Regions from separate parts of the Danio rerio genome. Here region 2 is linked to region 1. The links are chromatin contacts, called in public Hi-C maps. All regions are on one chromosome and are shown on one strand. Each heading gives the region's core, a stretch centred on a gene start, on an enhancer-like site or on the middle of the called end of the contact. The rest is flanking DNA. Distances are from core to core; before and after follow the strand shown. Region 1 holds the start of cox14 (cytochrome c oxidase assembly factor COX14). Region 2 overlaps cers5 (ceramide synthase 5).

Region 1 (7,625 bases), core at 1,613-4,112:
AGTGCGACCTGTTCTCGATAGTTTACCATTAGGGGTGTCAAAATTAATTGTTTCTTTGGTGCACTGCGATGCAGACGCGGACAATTCAGTATCGGTTCAGTAATAATCATAACCGGTTATTATGCACTGACATCATTTATCTCCTGTGCGCTCTGTCGCGAGGGAGGTGAGCGTGAGTATTTACAACACTCAGCCAACACAGGGCCGGCCTGTGGCATAGGCACCATAGGCAAATGCTAAGGGCGCTGTATATCCAGGGGGGCACCCGAAATGAGCGCGGTTCAGTTGGTTTTGTTTACGATATTCCTGACACACATTTAGTGATAGACGGCATTAACTAAAAAACATCTTACCCTAAAAAGATCTAAAGTGTTTTCCTACAAAAAGACAAAGCTGGTTAAAGCTGCTCCATTTAAGGCCTCGCAATATGTGTTTAGCCGGGAGAGCTCGCGCTGAGAGGAGCTCTCAATAAGGGACCATCGAAAAAGTGCTTCTTTTTTCCGTTTTTTTTTTTTTTTTCGTTTTCCCTGTTGCGAGAGCTTAAGTGTGTGTGTGTGTGTGTTGGTTTGTTTGTTTGTTTGGTTCTGTCTATGTTTGTATATGTATTTGAATGAGAGACAGTGTGGTGCTGTGTGTCTGTGTGTTTATACCAGTGGTCACCAAACTTGTTCCTGGAGGGCCGGTGTCCTGCAGATTTTAGCTCCAACCCTAATCGAACACACCTGAACAAGCTAATCAAGGTCTTACTAAGTATAGTTGAAACACCCAGGCAGGTGTGTTGAGGCAAGCTAGAGCTAAATCCTGCAGGGACACCGGCTCTCCAGGACCAGGATTGGTGACCCCTGGTTTATACAGACAGTTTGTTATAGCCTCCCTCCTAAAATATAACACTGTATATGGAAAGCATCGTCAATGCACCATGATATCGAATTGAACCGAATCGAAGGCATGATAATCGTAACCGAACCGTGAGACCAGTATAGGTTCACACCTCTATTTACCATGGTACTTTGAATGTTCAATCTGAAATCACTTGTAAGTATGACTCTAAAACAGCATTAGCACTATTCATTTGACTGTGAACAATGTTGTACTTTGATAGTCATTGGCTGCTAATATGAATTCACTATTTAGTATTTGCAAATATTATTTTTGTGAAGTTATTTTATTCAGAAGGTCAGAATGTGTGAATAAAAATAACTCTACCTCAATGAGAGTACATACTTTAACCAAAAAGTAACCATCCCAGAATGTTGCACGAAGGTTTTTGGTAACAACCTAAAAAAAGGTTTTAGGAACGTTCTCCCAACCTAGAGGGAATGCTCTATTTCCATCTAATAAAACATTCTTTGCTTTGCTAGCCAACAGAGATTGTTTTACACACCCTCAACACCAGCAACTTTTTTCTTTAGTAGAGTGTTGCAAAAAATATATATCTTAATTTTCTATATTAAAACAAGCGTAGCCATGCTCATTTTTAAAACTAAACCCAATGGCTTACAGCACTCTGAGAAACAAAAATGAATACCTGTGGCCAGTGGTGTAGTCCTAAAATAAAAGGTAGTGTACTCTTACCCACCCAATCCAAATTTTAAAAGTAGGCAAAGAAACGACGAAAGTCAATGTGTCTTTGATTCATTTGATATATATATATATATATATATATATATATATATATATATATATATATATATATATATCTCAAACAAGGAAACAAGTGTTTCTATAGCAAAGAACTGCAAATATGCAGATATTCTAACAATCTATTGATAAACAAACCTTGTGCTCACGGTCTGCACAGCTGTGGTTTGCTGACTAACTGAAAAACAAGTTTAGGAGCGGGATTCTGCCGCTGTTTTTACATTAAATTTAAAGGGGAATGAGGCGATCATTTAGTAGTGTACAGTTCATAGGGTAATCGCAAAAGTTTTAGGGGGGCTGAATGGAAATATAGGAGGGCTAAAGCAATGCCCATGCTGTTTTATAATTTTACTTTACAGCGAGACATCATTCAGCTGATTTGTTATGATCTTCGAAAAACTCAAACACCAAACTCATTACATAAAAATTAGGGAAGTCTAATCACCAAAACAAATGAGTATACCGAGGGTATGATCCTCAGAAGTCGTAATACCCAAACAGCTCATGGAAAAAAGTAAGCATACTGAGTATAAGTTCATATAGCAAGGACTACACCACTGCCTGTGGCTCTCCTGAAAACAAGCTTAATTTTATTTATTTTTTGTTTTACTAAGACAAATAGTGTTCTCTTGGGTGGATTAAGGGCAAGTCAATTGGCTTTCTCTTTTTATGAACTAACCCTTAAAGAAAATGTGCAAAATATCGCTTTAGAAAATCAGCTACAAACTGTATTGAGATTAATAGCTGTTAAAAAGAAAACAGGTTGATTTTTAGTTTGTGTTTCTCTTTTAATAACTAATTTAACAGTAATTGATCTGAGATAAAGGGTCTCGAACTACGTATGAGCTAACATTGTTTTAAAAATGGCTCCCATATACTAATTTCATTAGTCAAATAATGCCACAGTGTTGAAAGATGTTCGTGAGAACTCATTTTATTTTCTTTGATTTCTGAAAACACAGTATCAGCATGAGTTAGCGTCTTAGATCTCAACAGCTCGATTTCTTTCGCACTAAACACCATACATTTCATTCAAGTTCCTTCTGTATAAATACCCTCGTTTAAGGCCGAATGTAGATTAATGTTGCTGCGTTTATTTACAAAATGCAAAGTCTTACCTGTTTAGTTTACAACTCAAAGTATGAGGAAATGCAATGCTGTTCTCAATGTCAAAGGCAGGTGTTAGTGCGCATGCGCAGTTCCTTTTCGTAACTCTATGGCAAAGCAGAAGGGCCAAAAGTAACGTTAATAATTGCGTTTTTCTCTTTTAAAAAGAGACTACGTTTATAAACTTTGTAATCTAAAAACTAATATTTATAGTTTGGTAAATTCTCGAATATCTTAGTTTTATTGCTGAATTTGAATGTTTGTAACGTCATTGATTTGTGTATAGTTTTAGTCAAACGTGGAACTATTTACTTTCTAGGCTACCGCTCGCCTTCAGGAATTATTTTGTTGTTGGACAGACATGGAGGCTCATGACGCCCATGTGAACTCAGAGGAAAGTGAAAATCCAGGAGCTGCTCCTTATGGAAACTTTATCAACTATTCCCAGATAGCATACAGTTCTGGGCCACATCTGGGCCAACTAAGGCACATATGGCTCACTTCTGGCAATGGCAGGAGACATATGGGCCACATCTGGCCCATATGTGTCACACCGGGTGTAGTGTGAGTTGTGGCCTGCTGTATGTGGGCCAGATGTGGCCCGTGTGTGACACCCCGGGTGTAGTGTGAGTTGTGGCCTGCTGTATGTGGGCCAGATGTGGCCCGTGTGTGACACACCGGGTGTAGTGTGAGTTGTGGCCTGCTGTATGTGGGCCAGATGTGGCCCGTGTGTGACACCCCAGGTGTAATGTGAGTTCTGGCCTGCTGTATGTGGGCCAGATGTGGCCCGTGTGTGACACCCCGGGTGTAGTGTGAGTTGTGGCCTGCCGTATGTGGGCCAGATGTGGCCCGTCTGTGACACCCCGGGTGTAGTGTGAGTTCTGGCCTGCCGTATGTGGGCCAGATGTGGCCCGTCTGTGACACCCCGGGTGTAGTGTGAGTCCTGGCCTACCATATGTGGGCCAGATATGGCTTGTATGTGACACACCGGGTGTAGTTTGAGTTGTGGCCTGCCATATGTGGGCCAGATGTGGCCCGTGTGTGACACACCGGGTGTAGTGTGAGTTGTGGCCTGCCATATGTGGCCCAGATGTGGCCCGTGTGTGACACAGCGGGTCTAGTGTGAGTTGTGGCCTGCTGTATGTGGGCCAGATGTGGCCTGTGTGTGACACATCGGGTGTAGTGCGAGTTGTGTATTTTTAGTTACGGTTTAACTATAAATGAACGGGAGCCTTTGAAGTGGTTACAAATTATTAGAAATTGAAAATCAAAGTTAATTTGTCTTTCTAAGTCTGTACACTTTCGTTTTATGAAGTAGAAAATAGAAAATAAATATTGTAAATTAATGTAATGTGATGCAAGGATTTACATTTTTCCAATCGGCTACTTCTGCCTATTGACTGCATACCTAATGAGTGGGAGGGGCTTGCTGCTCAAACATTACACAGACTCTGAGGTGAAGCAGCAGCAGTTCTGTGTTTCCTGTGTTATATTAACATTATTGTCCCTCATCAGGCAGTGAGAGCGCTACACCTTCTCTGAAAATAATAACATTGCATGTTCTAAATAAGACTTTCTGAGATTGAAAAAGATTTTTTAGGTTACTAAGAATAGGAATAAGCTATTGCTTATCCGGAAAAGTATATGTTTGTAACCTTATCACATATTAATTCAGTTTATTTCCTCAATAATGGATTTATTTTTACTTTAAGGCTGCTACGAATATAAATTTATATTATCTGTTATATGTAAATATTCCAGCATGAGTAAAATTCATTTTTTTTTCATATTACCTGGTATGTCTATAAATGTCTATAAATGCAATGAGTTTCATTATTTATTATGTTTTGATCCATTAATGTTTTGTTCAGTTTCTCCATTTGAATGAATTAAGACAGTGTCCTACCGCCACCTACTGGGTGGATTTAATTTGCTATTAGTACTACTTTTTAATGAACAATTTTACAAATGAATTCATAATCTAATAATGCTAAATTAAAGTGCTGTTTTCTTGGTGTTATTTTTTGCAATTCTACATTTTTACAATGATTTTGTTTGATTAAATGCCACATACAACATTGTTCTTTTTTTATTTAATTTGAATATTAAATAGACATAAATGTTTTGTTTATGAATAAAATATGTACTATGTAGAAAAAAATGTCAGAGAACTGAGCAGTAGAATGTGAATAACATGAATGTGTTCGTGAATAAGCTGATCTTTGTAAACAACACAAAGTTTTATTTACTTATTCTACAGAACACAAAAAATAATAAAATAAATCTGACCAATTTTAATGCACCTGTAACAGCGTACACAAATTTTATAGACATTTTGCTATTAATAAGCATGTTAATTAGCAATTAGTTAATTGTAGATATATCTTAAAGTGTTATAGTTTTTATATAACAAGCTATTGAATATTAAAAATAACAGTAAATATTCTAGAATTACAGCATGTTACATAACAGAGCAAGGACATGTTCACAGTATGTCTGATAATATTTTTTCTTCTGGAGAAAGTCTTCGACTAGAATAAAGCAGTTTTTTATTTTTTTCAAAGTGTTTTAAGGTCAAAATTATTAACCCCTTTAAGCTATATATTTTTTCTACAGTTTCAGAACAAATCATTGTTATAAAATAACTTGCCTAATTACCCTTACCCTAATATATATAATATTATTTATATATATATATATATATATATATATATATATATATATATATATATATATATATATATATATATATATATATATATATATATATATATATTTATTTATTTATTTATTTATTTATTTATTTATTTATTTAAAAACATAATCGTAAAACTGCCCCCTGGTGGCGAATTTGTGTTTCGCTTCATCCTTGCATTACGGTGGAGTGGGCGGAGCCTCGTGAATGACGGTTATTTTTTTCAAACGAGGAAGTGAAGTCAAGTCCGCCATTTCATCTTCTTCTTTATGTCGGGTAAGTTATTATTTTAAAATCATATTTGTGAGATATTTGTCGTCAGGTAATGTTTTTATTAGTTAGAAAAGCCCCTGTTTTGAAAAGTGATAAAACTGTAACTTATATGTGGATAATATGGCTAAAAACGGCTAAGAATGGTGGCAGCCGTCAGTTCAGTAACGTTAATGTTAAGTTGATTGTGCTCGGGGTTTTAACAAATTCATTTAAGTAACAATTGTCCTTTTAATCGCTCTTTATTCCCAATTAAATGATCAATTAGACGTGTTATATGAAGAACAGTGTCGAAACGGGAGCTTGAATGAATGAATCATATGCTGTCCGTTTTATACAGTTGTAAAAGGTGCCGAGTTCTGCTTTTGTACTGGTTTTAGCTCAAACACTGAACGAACAGTCTCTTTTTGGTAACGTTAATCCTAATGATCTTGATTTGCTTGTTAATGTGTGTTTTATCAAGTTTCAGCAAAAGTTTGCAGAGTAACGTTATGTGGTTCATGCTGGCCACTGTTGAGACTGGTCTGCATAAAAAAAATGTTTAAAGCCAAAACGTTTGAAAAAAAATCCACAGTTGAAACATGATGTGTTAAATGACTTATGAAGGAAATTAATTAGCTAAAAAAGAAGGCTAAGTGTGTTATGAAATATTAAACCTTGTTAAAAAATAAAATCAATTGTGTTAAATAAGCTTAAAATCCATATCTTATGTTTTATATTACTTCAAAACAGCCTGGAAACTGAATTGCACCATTAATCTTGTACATATGTATCAAGTCCAAACAAATGGTTTTGTGGCAAGTAAAAATAATATTTTTATAAATTGATTGTATTTTATTAATTTGTTACAGAAAAGAAAGGAATCATGCAAGGATGCAAGCTGAAGGAAAGGACAACTCTCACATCAGTGCATTACTAATTGTTTGACTTCATCATCAAGCACACCAGGTACAATATTGTACATATTTTGTAACTTGTATATGTCAGACTGGTTGTTGGGAACTGAAATAATATATTTTATGTTTTATTTATTATTAAAATATTACAAGATTTATTGGTGCTATTTTATCACTGTGTGAGGTCATAGCTTATTTTAAAAATCTAATAATGACATAATAATGACATCTTTTATCCTCCACTTGTTTCAATTTTTTTTTTTTGTTCTGTTGAACATACTGTAAACTCAGACGGTGCGGTGGTACAGTGGATAGCTCTGTTGCCTCCCAGCAAAAATGTTTCTGGTTCGAGCATCGGCTGGGTCAGTTGGCATTTCTGTGTGAAGTTTGTATGTTCTCCCCGTGTTGGCGTGGGTTTCCTCCAGGTGCTCCGGTTTCCCCCACAAGACATGCGGTACAGGTGAATTGGGTAAGCTAAATTGTCCATAGTGAATGTGTGTAAATAAGAGTGTATGGGTTTTTCCCAGTGATGTGTTGCAGCTGGAAGAGTATCTGCTGTGTAAAACATATGCTGGATAAGTTGGCTGTTCATTCCACTGTGGTGACCCCAGATTAATAAAGGGATGAAGCTGAAAAGAAAATGAATGAACACAAACCCAGTTTTTCCTACTATGTATATCAATAGTTACAGGTTTCTAACATTCTTCAAAATATCTGCTTTAGTGTTGAACAGATTCAAACTGCTTTGAAACAAGTAGAGGATGAATAAATGGTGGCAGAATAGTAAACTACATCTTTAAATGTTTTATTCTGTGTGTTATGTGTATTCATATTTGTCTTGTCTTTTGTCATATTGTCCTTCTAGCTCAGATTGTGATGGACCTGGAATGCGACACCAGTTACTCTTAAGTCAAGAACCAAATAAAGCACCAGAGTACAGATTATGGAGGTATCTGAAATTGAACTAACTGGAAGCAGGGAACCATACTAATAAAGTTCCTTTAGGTAAAAGCACC
Region 2 (7,625 bases), core at 2,910-5,409, 40 kb before region 1:
GTTAATGCTCTGGACTCCAGGACTGAAGCTCTGCTGGGGTTTTTTGACTGAGTCATGCGATGCGTCGAGCGGTTGCCTTACGCACGCGGCTATAAATAAGTGTCAAGTTCTGTTGAACACATCATTACGCTTAATTAACATTTAAAAGGGCTCTTGATGTTTTCAGCTTCCTGTGTTTTTAAAGAGAAAGTAAAGTTTTAATGAGTTTGATCATTCATTAATTTGCCTTCTACTCAGTCCCTTATTTATTAGCGGTCGCCTAATGAGTTTGATTATATTTTTTTTAAACTAGGGTTGTAACGGTATGAATTTTTCACGGTATGATAATCGTCTAAAACAATACTACGGTTTGACGGTTTCGCGGTATACGGTATGTTACAAAATAATAGAACAGTGAAGCAAATTTGACTTTTTCCAAATAATATATTTTTAGTTACTATAAACAACACCACTTACAATGAACAAATAAAAATAAGAAAATAATAAATAATGTGTCAAAATCCAAATAAAGTCCAAATAAACATGGTGCAAATCCTCAGTAAAAAATAGATATAAATATTTACTATACTATAAATAGTTAAATAACGAAACTAGATTCAATATGGAACATCCTTAGGTTTTATGTGCCAGCATGGATATGGTTGTCTGTGGATATGGATTTGGATATGGTTGTATGCAATGCAGACAAACAGCTGCATCTTCATTTACGTCTTTTGAAAACAGCAAGAGCAGCAGTTCGTCTTTGCTGTGTCACTGTTTTGTCATGTTTCTGTGCTGCTGTGCATGCAAAAGTACTAAGTATGAGAATTATTTCATGCAAAACTTTTTTTTTTTGCGTTTTATTTAGCCGCGCATAAATGTATGCCTTTCTCTCATTCCGTGTTGTTCAAAAAGCTCATTGTTGGTCCACAAACAAAAGCGAAACCTATGCTTATTGGTTGTGATATAGCGAGTTTGAACCAATCTGGGCATGGAGGAGGGACAATGCATCAATGTATCATGTCTGGTTTGTCCGGAGACACAGTGACGAGCGTTTCTTTGTCAAATCAGCGTTGTCAAATGTTGATGATGTAACCGCACTGATTCCGGAGCCTCTGAAAGTCCGGAATACAGCACTGGAAAGCTGAGATTCTCTTCTTTATGCCAATCTTTGAATTGTATGAATCGGATCAGCGGATCAAAAGTTATTAAACATTTAAGAGCAATACTTATTTTTAGCCGCGGGCGCCTGTCTCGGTCTTTAAGGGTTAAAACCGTTGATATGCAATTGTTCATGGTATGATAATCGTGCACGTTCAAATCGTGGTAAACCGTTATACCGGTATATTGTTACAACCCTATTTTAAACATTAGGATGCTATTGTGTAGAGCTGCACGTTAATCGGAAAAACATCGCGATCTCGATTTGACCCCCTAGACCAGGACTATTCATTTAGTTTGGCATGGGGGTCGGTTTATGAAAAGCATCCCAAACGAAGGGCCGGAGAGATATGACTTGCCATATGAGTGATGACACAACTGCATATAAGAGCCCGTATGCTGTATTTGTGCTCATAAAGACACCCACATTGGCTTTTTCTACATTAAAATGTTAATATATTGTATTTTAAAACAACTGCATTGTCCAATTGACTTTTTTTTTTTGTTTACAAACCTTCAAAATGTTACATTTCACACATCAAAAGCAGTGCATTGCTGACGTAGGCTTCTTCTGCATTCAGACACATTTATATGTTATGTTTTAACCAGCAGAACAATTAAGGATGCAACCTTATAGATTTTGGTTGTACGATATAGTCTGAAGTAGAGCTGCACGATTCTGGCTAAAATGAGAATCGCAAATTATTAATATAATTTTTTTTTTTAAAGATTTTCTCACGATTCTGTTGATGTAAAGTAAATGACATTTTTAGGTGAATTATACCTTATAAATACTGTATGTGACTCTTTTAGCATTATTTGGAGGTGTCCATGTCACTGAGCAACATACGTGAAACAATGAAAAGCCAAGTGCAGCCGCCTTTGCTTCTCTCCTGAACTTGACAATATGATTGACAGAATCGCAAAAATTAGAGCTGCGCAATTAATCGTTAAAAGATCTCGATTCGACCCCCTTGACGATATTAATCCAGCATTTCAACGATTCTGCCAATAATATTTTCAAGTTCAGGAGAGAAGGCGGCTGCACGAGTCTTTTCATTGTTTTACACACATTGCTCGGTGACATTGACACCTCCAAATGATGTTGAATGAGTCACATACTGTATTTATAAGGTAAAATTCACAAAAAAATGTCGTTGTCTTAATATAATGATGTTTTCGCGATCGGGAAATCACACGTGACGTGAGCTGCTGACCGTGAACTGTTATCACAGAGAGGGCGCGAGCGTGCGCTCTACTTCATGATAGACGCGCGCGTCTACTTTAGTGAACAGAACCTGCATATGTTGCGAGTTACAGGTAATACATTTGTAAATAATATTCAGTTTGTGGCACAGAGAGATCGTTTGGGAGCCGCGTGCGAAGTATGAACAAGCACTTAGCAGTTAAAATTAAACCGAAAGTGTGCCCTTCATTTAAATGATCATATCGCATTTTAGAGTAATGATTCTGACAAGCATTTGATATGTTTTTCTTTCATAGTGAACCCACCGTTGTGCATTAAATAAATGTTTATAATGTCAGTATAACTACTCTGGCCTATATATTGTTGAATATAATCTGATAATGGCAAATGTCTGATTTTACCAGTGAATAAAATTGTCTAATATGACAGACTGCAAGCATATATCTCAAACATAATAAATCAACATCAGAATTATTATAAGTAGAATAGAATTATTTATAGAAACCAGAAGATCTACACATACTATTATTATTATCGAGGTTGTGCCATATGTTTGTTTTTACCATACTTTTATTTTACATCCACAGAATCGTGAGAAAATCGTCATCTTTATTTTAAGCAAAAAAAATTGCGATTCTCATTTTAGCCAGAATCGTGCAGCTCTACTATACAGTATGCTAAAATCAGTATGTGAGCCGAGTAGTATGTCGGAATTCATAGAATTCGAAAATCAGTATGCGAGAAGTACCCGGATGACTTACTACTTCCGGCGAGATTCTTAAGTGCACATTCCATGCACGCTGCGCTATCCCATGATGCCCCATGAGAGAATTCATGATGTGACTGAAGTGATGCAACTGACGAAGGTCGGTCACATGACAAAATGGCAGATGTAATACGTCCAAATTCCATTCATACTTTTCATTCTGTGTAAAACGTACTTTCTAACGACCGAGTAGTACTTTTAAATTGAAATTCAGTATCTACTGCGTAATAGGGGGTTTCAGACGTAGCCTTTGACTTTTCCAAACATTGGTATACCTTGAAACCGTTTATCGTCCTATGCCTAGTTATTATATATAAGATATTATTTGTATTGTATAAGAAAAAGACTCGCTTAGCAAATAGTTGCTTAAATGTTGTTGTTTTTCCCATTGCATTACATGTACTCTCAAAGATGTAATGAAAAATTTGAACACAACAAATATTTTATGTTGCTTTAACTTATTTTAAAAAGTTAATCAGGTTTCAGCTAAATGAATGAAGTTATACAAAGTTCAACTTGACTGATGTAAGTTTAAATGACTAGAAATGTTCATTTGATTCAACTAAATTTAAGGCAGCAAGAGTAATTTAACAGTGTAGAATTTGAGATTTGTAACCATTTATTAAACTAAACATTTACACCAATATCCTAAGATATCCCAAGAAATATAACACCGAAAATAGTTTTAAGCTGAATTTTCACTATCAGATGTTGAGCTATCAGTCTTCTTTCTCAGACTCATGTTGACTTGACCTTGTCATATGCTACGGTTTTGTTTAGCAAAGACATTGAGAGACAGAGAACGGATCTCTGGCAGCTCAGGACAGGCTCAGGTCATGTTTCACTTATCAGAGACTCTAATCGAGTTAGCCAGAGAATGCCAGACGCTATAAACCCTTCTGTTAGCAAGCAAGCTGAGCCCAAAACACACATATGGCCAAAAACCCTGTTTGACCGTTCTGAATCCCCGCTATGACAACATCAGCGAAATCTGTGCCAGAAATGATGCGTGTGACGGCAGTGATGTAATGGGAATGAATCAAACGTTCGGCTTTTTGACCCTGAGCTATTGCGGATGCCTCACTTCCTCTTGTTGCGCACTGAAACAGAGCTGCTTGTATCTATGGAGCCAGATCAGTCTTAAAAATTAATACATGCACAACACAGTTTATATACTTACAAAATCCAGTTCGTGATTTCAAAGCATGATTTGTAAATACACAAAACACAGTTCACAAATATACAAACACAATTCGTGAATGCCAAACACAGTTCATAAGAACACAAATCCAATTCACTTGGGTGAATGTTTTTGATTTTTTACTTGTGAATTTACAAATTGTGTTTTGAATTTACGAATTTTGTTTTGTGTATTTAGGAATTGTGTTTGAAAGTTTCTAATTTGATTTGTGCGTTTACAAATTGTGTTGTATATTTATGAATCGTGTTTTGTAATTTTATGAATTCTGTATTAAATTTACGAATTGGATTTGTGTATTTACGAATTGTGTTTTGTATATTTCTGAATTGTGTTTTGAATTTATGAATTGTTTTGTATTTTTATTAATTGTGTTTTGAATTTCGAAATTACATTTGTGTATTTACGAATTGTGTTTTGAAGTTACGAATTGGATTTGTGTATTTACAAATTGTGTTTTGAAGTTACAAATTGGATTTGTGTATTTATGAATTGTGTTTTGAAGTTACGAACTGAATTTTTGTATTTATCAGTTGTGTTTTGAAGTTACGAATTGGATTTGTGTATTTACGAATTGTTTTTTGTGGGGATGCACCGATATAGATTTTTTTAGCCGATACCGATAACCAATATCTCCTCAGACTTGGAGGCCAACGTCATCAGCACGAAATGCGGATCCTCCAATGCCGTTCGTACCTGTAACACATGCATGAAACGACACACCCACATACAAACGAACGCACACACTTATCCAAAATACGTTCTGCGAGCGAACGTTACAATATATATAGGCCAATAATTATAAATATTTCAAAGTGTTTTATTTTTATTCAGCAAACATCAGAAAAGATTGAACCGCTCCTATAAACTGAATAGTTTATGCTCAGAGCAAAAAAGCTATTATTTCAAAATTGCAAGGTGATTATATAGACTTATATTCACGATTTCACATGAATCAACATGCAAAAAATAAATTATTTCCTTGTCTTTATAGCAAATTAATATGCATAAGACTGTTGCGTAAAAATAGTAGGTTAAATAACAAAATGGGATTTAATCAACAAGCAAGTTAAATATACTTTCAATAAAATGAAAAGGAAAGAGCTAAGGGCTGAAGCCAGCTCAGTTGTTCTTGAATAAAACGTGTTACAGTGATGTACAAATATGTCATGTCTGTAAAGCCTATCTTAGAGGTGTTTTGACTGTTCAGAGCCACTGTACAAACGAGAAGCTAGATACAGATAGTGTTACTTTAGATATGCGACATAGATTCATCCTATTTGGCGTTTTAGATTCTTTTGAACACATGCTGGTGCTGCTTGTCGATCAGACTACGCTTCTATGTTCGTTCTTGCTGTCAGTTGCGGGGAAAATGATCGATGAAAAGTTTGATAAACTGCTGAGAGTTTCACTCAACTGCTGGAGCAGATTTGCCCTCGGAGTCACATTTTGATACAAAACCTGCATTGAGCAGGACTTTATGACAAACACAGAGCAGAATATAAAGGCAGAATGTGCGGCGAGTTGAGAGCTCCTATGACTGGATTCCCCACCTCACAGTGTGTGTGTGTGTGTGTGCAGTGGCAGCTCTAACGCGCACTCGTTAAAATCATTGTGAATATTCCGATCAAACTGAATACATTCTTACATCAACAACACATGGCAAGCAACATGTTGATAATAACAAAAAAATCATATTGGATTACAAACAACCGTTATGTTTACACGTGTTGTAAAATGTGCGGGTCCTTTAAGGGGCGGTGCTGCAGTTTGGTGTGTGTGTGTGTGAAGCGGAGAGGGAAAGACAGTAAAGAGGAGCGTTTTTTTTCCCCAATAGATACAGATACAAGCGTCTGAAATGAGTTTTCTTCGTAGGGTGGCAGGGCACACCCTTTTAGATGGCTCGAGGAGCTCTGTCACCTGGGAGGAGCTCGGAGTAGAGCCACGGCTTCTCCACATCGAAAGAAGTCAGCTAAGGTGGCGTGGGCCTCTGTTTCGGATGCCTCCTTGATGCCTACCTAGGGAGGTGTACCAGGCATGTCCCACCGGGAGGAGGCCTCAGGGAAGACCCAGGACACACTTAAGGGACTATGTCTCTCGGCTAGCCTTGGAACGCCTCTGGATCCCCCTTGAGGAGCTGGAGGAAGTGTCTGGGGTTCTATCCTGACACTGTTGCCCCGGCTACCCAACCCTGGAAAAGCGGATGTTAATGAATAAATGAATGTTTAATTTCTGCCTTAAACATGTGTATCTCTGAATTATTTTACCTTTTAATATCACAAATGATGTGAAACATTAAAGTCGACAATGTAATTTTATACTTTCCATATTTATAGGATCATTTTTGGACACTTTTTGATACAGTCATCATAATGGACGTCCCGCCTTAGACTCATTATCATTTTTATCTCAAAAATCATTCAAATCAACAAACAATTTCTCAGAAAACAACCATTTCTTAATCCACATTCCTTCTCAAGTGAACACACATTGATTATTGCAAAATAACGCCAATGAAGAGCATCAGTATCTGCAGCTTTCAGACACTTGTGTGCAGATACACACAGCTTTATACTCGACAGAAGATCATGTGTGTGTTCACACGACAAGACCTTCTTTTGTCTGTAAATAGGAAAAGCGCTCATCCCAGTGCAGCTTTTCTTTCCCCCGGTTTGTGTCTTCAGACGTCCCACCATTTCTGCCGTTCACTCGCCCGAAACAAAACACAGATGCACACGTGACCCGACAGGCCAGCAGCAGCTTTAATGAATGAGGTTTCAGCATTGAAGATTAACTCTTTGAGCAGCACAGTTACAACTTACAATGCATTGTTGCATCCCAATTAGCCTATTTATATTACGCCCTAAATGTATGTACTTTGTTGTGAAGTAGTAGTACATGCTTTTGAGTTTATAACAAAAGAGTGTGCAAGCTTTGGGACATGCTACTGTACCTCCTCATTAAAAGACCATTATGTTGCTTAGTTATGTCAATCATCTCGACACATCATCCACATGTCTTTTATATTTAATTTCCTACCTTATTGGAGATTCAGCAGCAGCTGAATCTGCCAGTCGCGAGTTTTTTATGCAGAGAAATCTCCTGAGGTCTTTGCATAATTTTTATTTCAGATATTAATGACCAAACACATCTTTATATAAGTTCACATTGTTGGAGATAAATATAGCATGAAAATGGGATTAAAGTATTTCCTGTAGACTAGATATTTTTTTATTAATAGTCATTCAAACATCTGTACCAAAGTCTCTCTACTTGACGGTTGGTCTTGCGTGTCAGCCATGTTTGTTTACACT

The links. Hi-C and Micro-C count contacts between places; a contact is called where the count stands out from the background.
Region 2: a Hi-C map of an unstated tissue shows a contact between it and region 1, with 1.8 times the contacts expected there. The contact joins the enhancer-like site here to the promoter of cox14 in region 1. A contact is called at or near these places in 2 of 18 Hi-C or Micro-C datasets (caudal fin and an unstated tissue).

What each region holds. Positions count from the first base shown.
Region 1 is chr22:5,995,651-6,003,275 of GRCz12tu, reverse strand. cox14 (cytochrome c oxidase assembly factor COX14) reads right to left here and starts at 2,862. Exons shown (of 2, transcript NM_001302766.1): 1 at 2,760-2,862. It overlaps bcdin3d (BCDIN3 domain containing), which reads left to right and starts at 2,933. Exons shown (of 3, transcript NM_001423406.1): 1 at 2,933-3,206. The coding sequence starts at 3,110. It also overlaps a transcript of s1pr4 not described here.
Region 2 is chr22:6,037,000-6,044,624 of GRCz12tu, reverse strand. All of the region lies in intron 1 of cers5 (ceramide synthase 5), which reads left to right. It also overlaps a transcript of s1pr4 not described here. Among named protein-coding and RNA genes, the nearest start is that of cers5, 29 kb to the left of the region's middle. Within about 2 kb of position 4,159, at least 20 of the 62 cell types and tissues checked have an H3K27ac peak or open chromatin away from gene starts, as enhancers often do. A contact at or near this core is called in caudal fin, where this site is marked.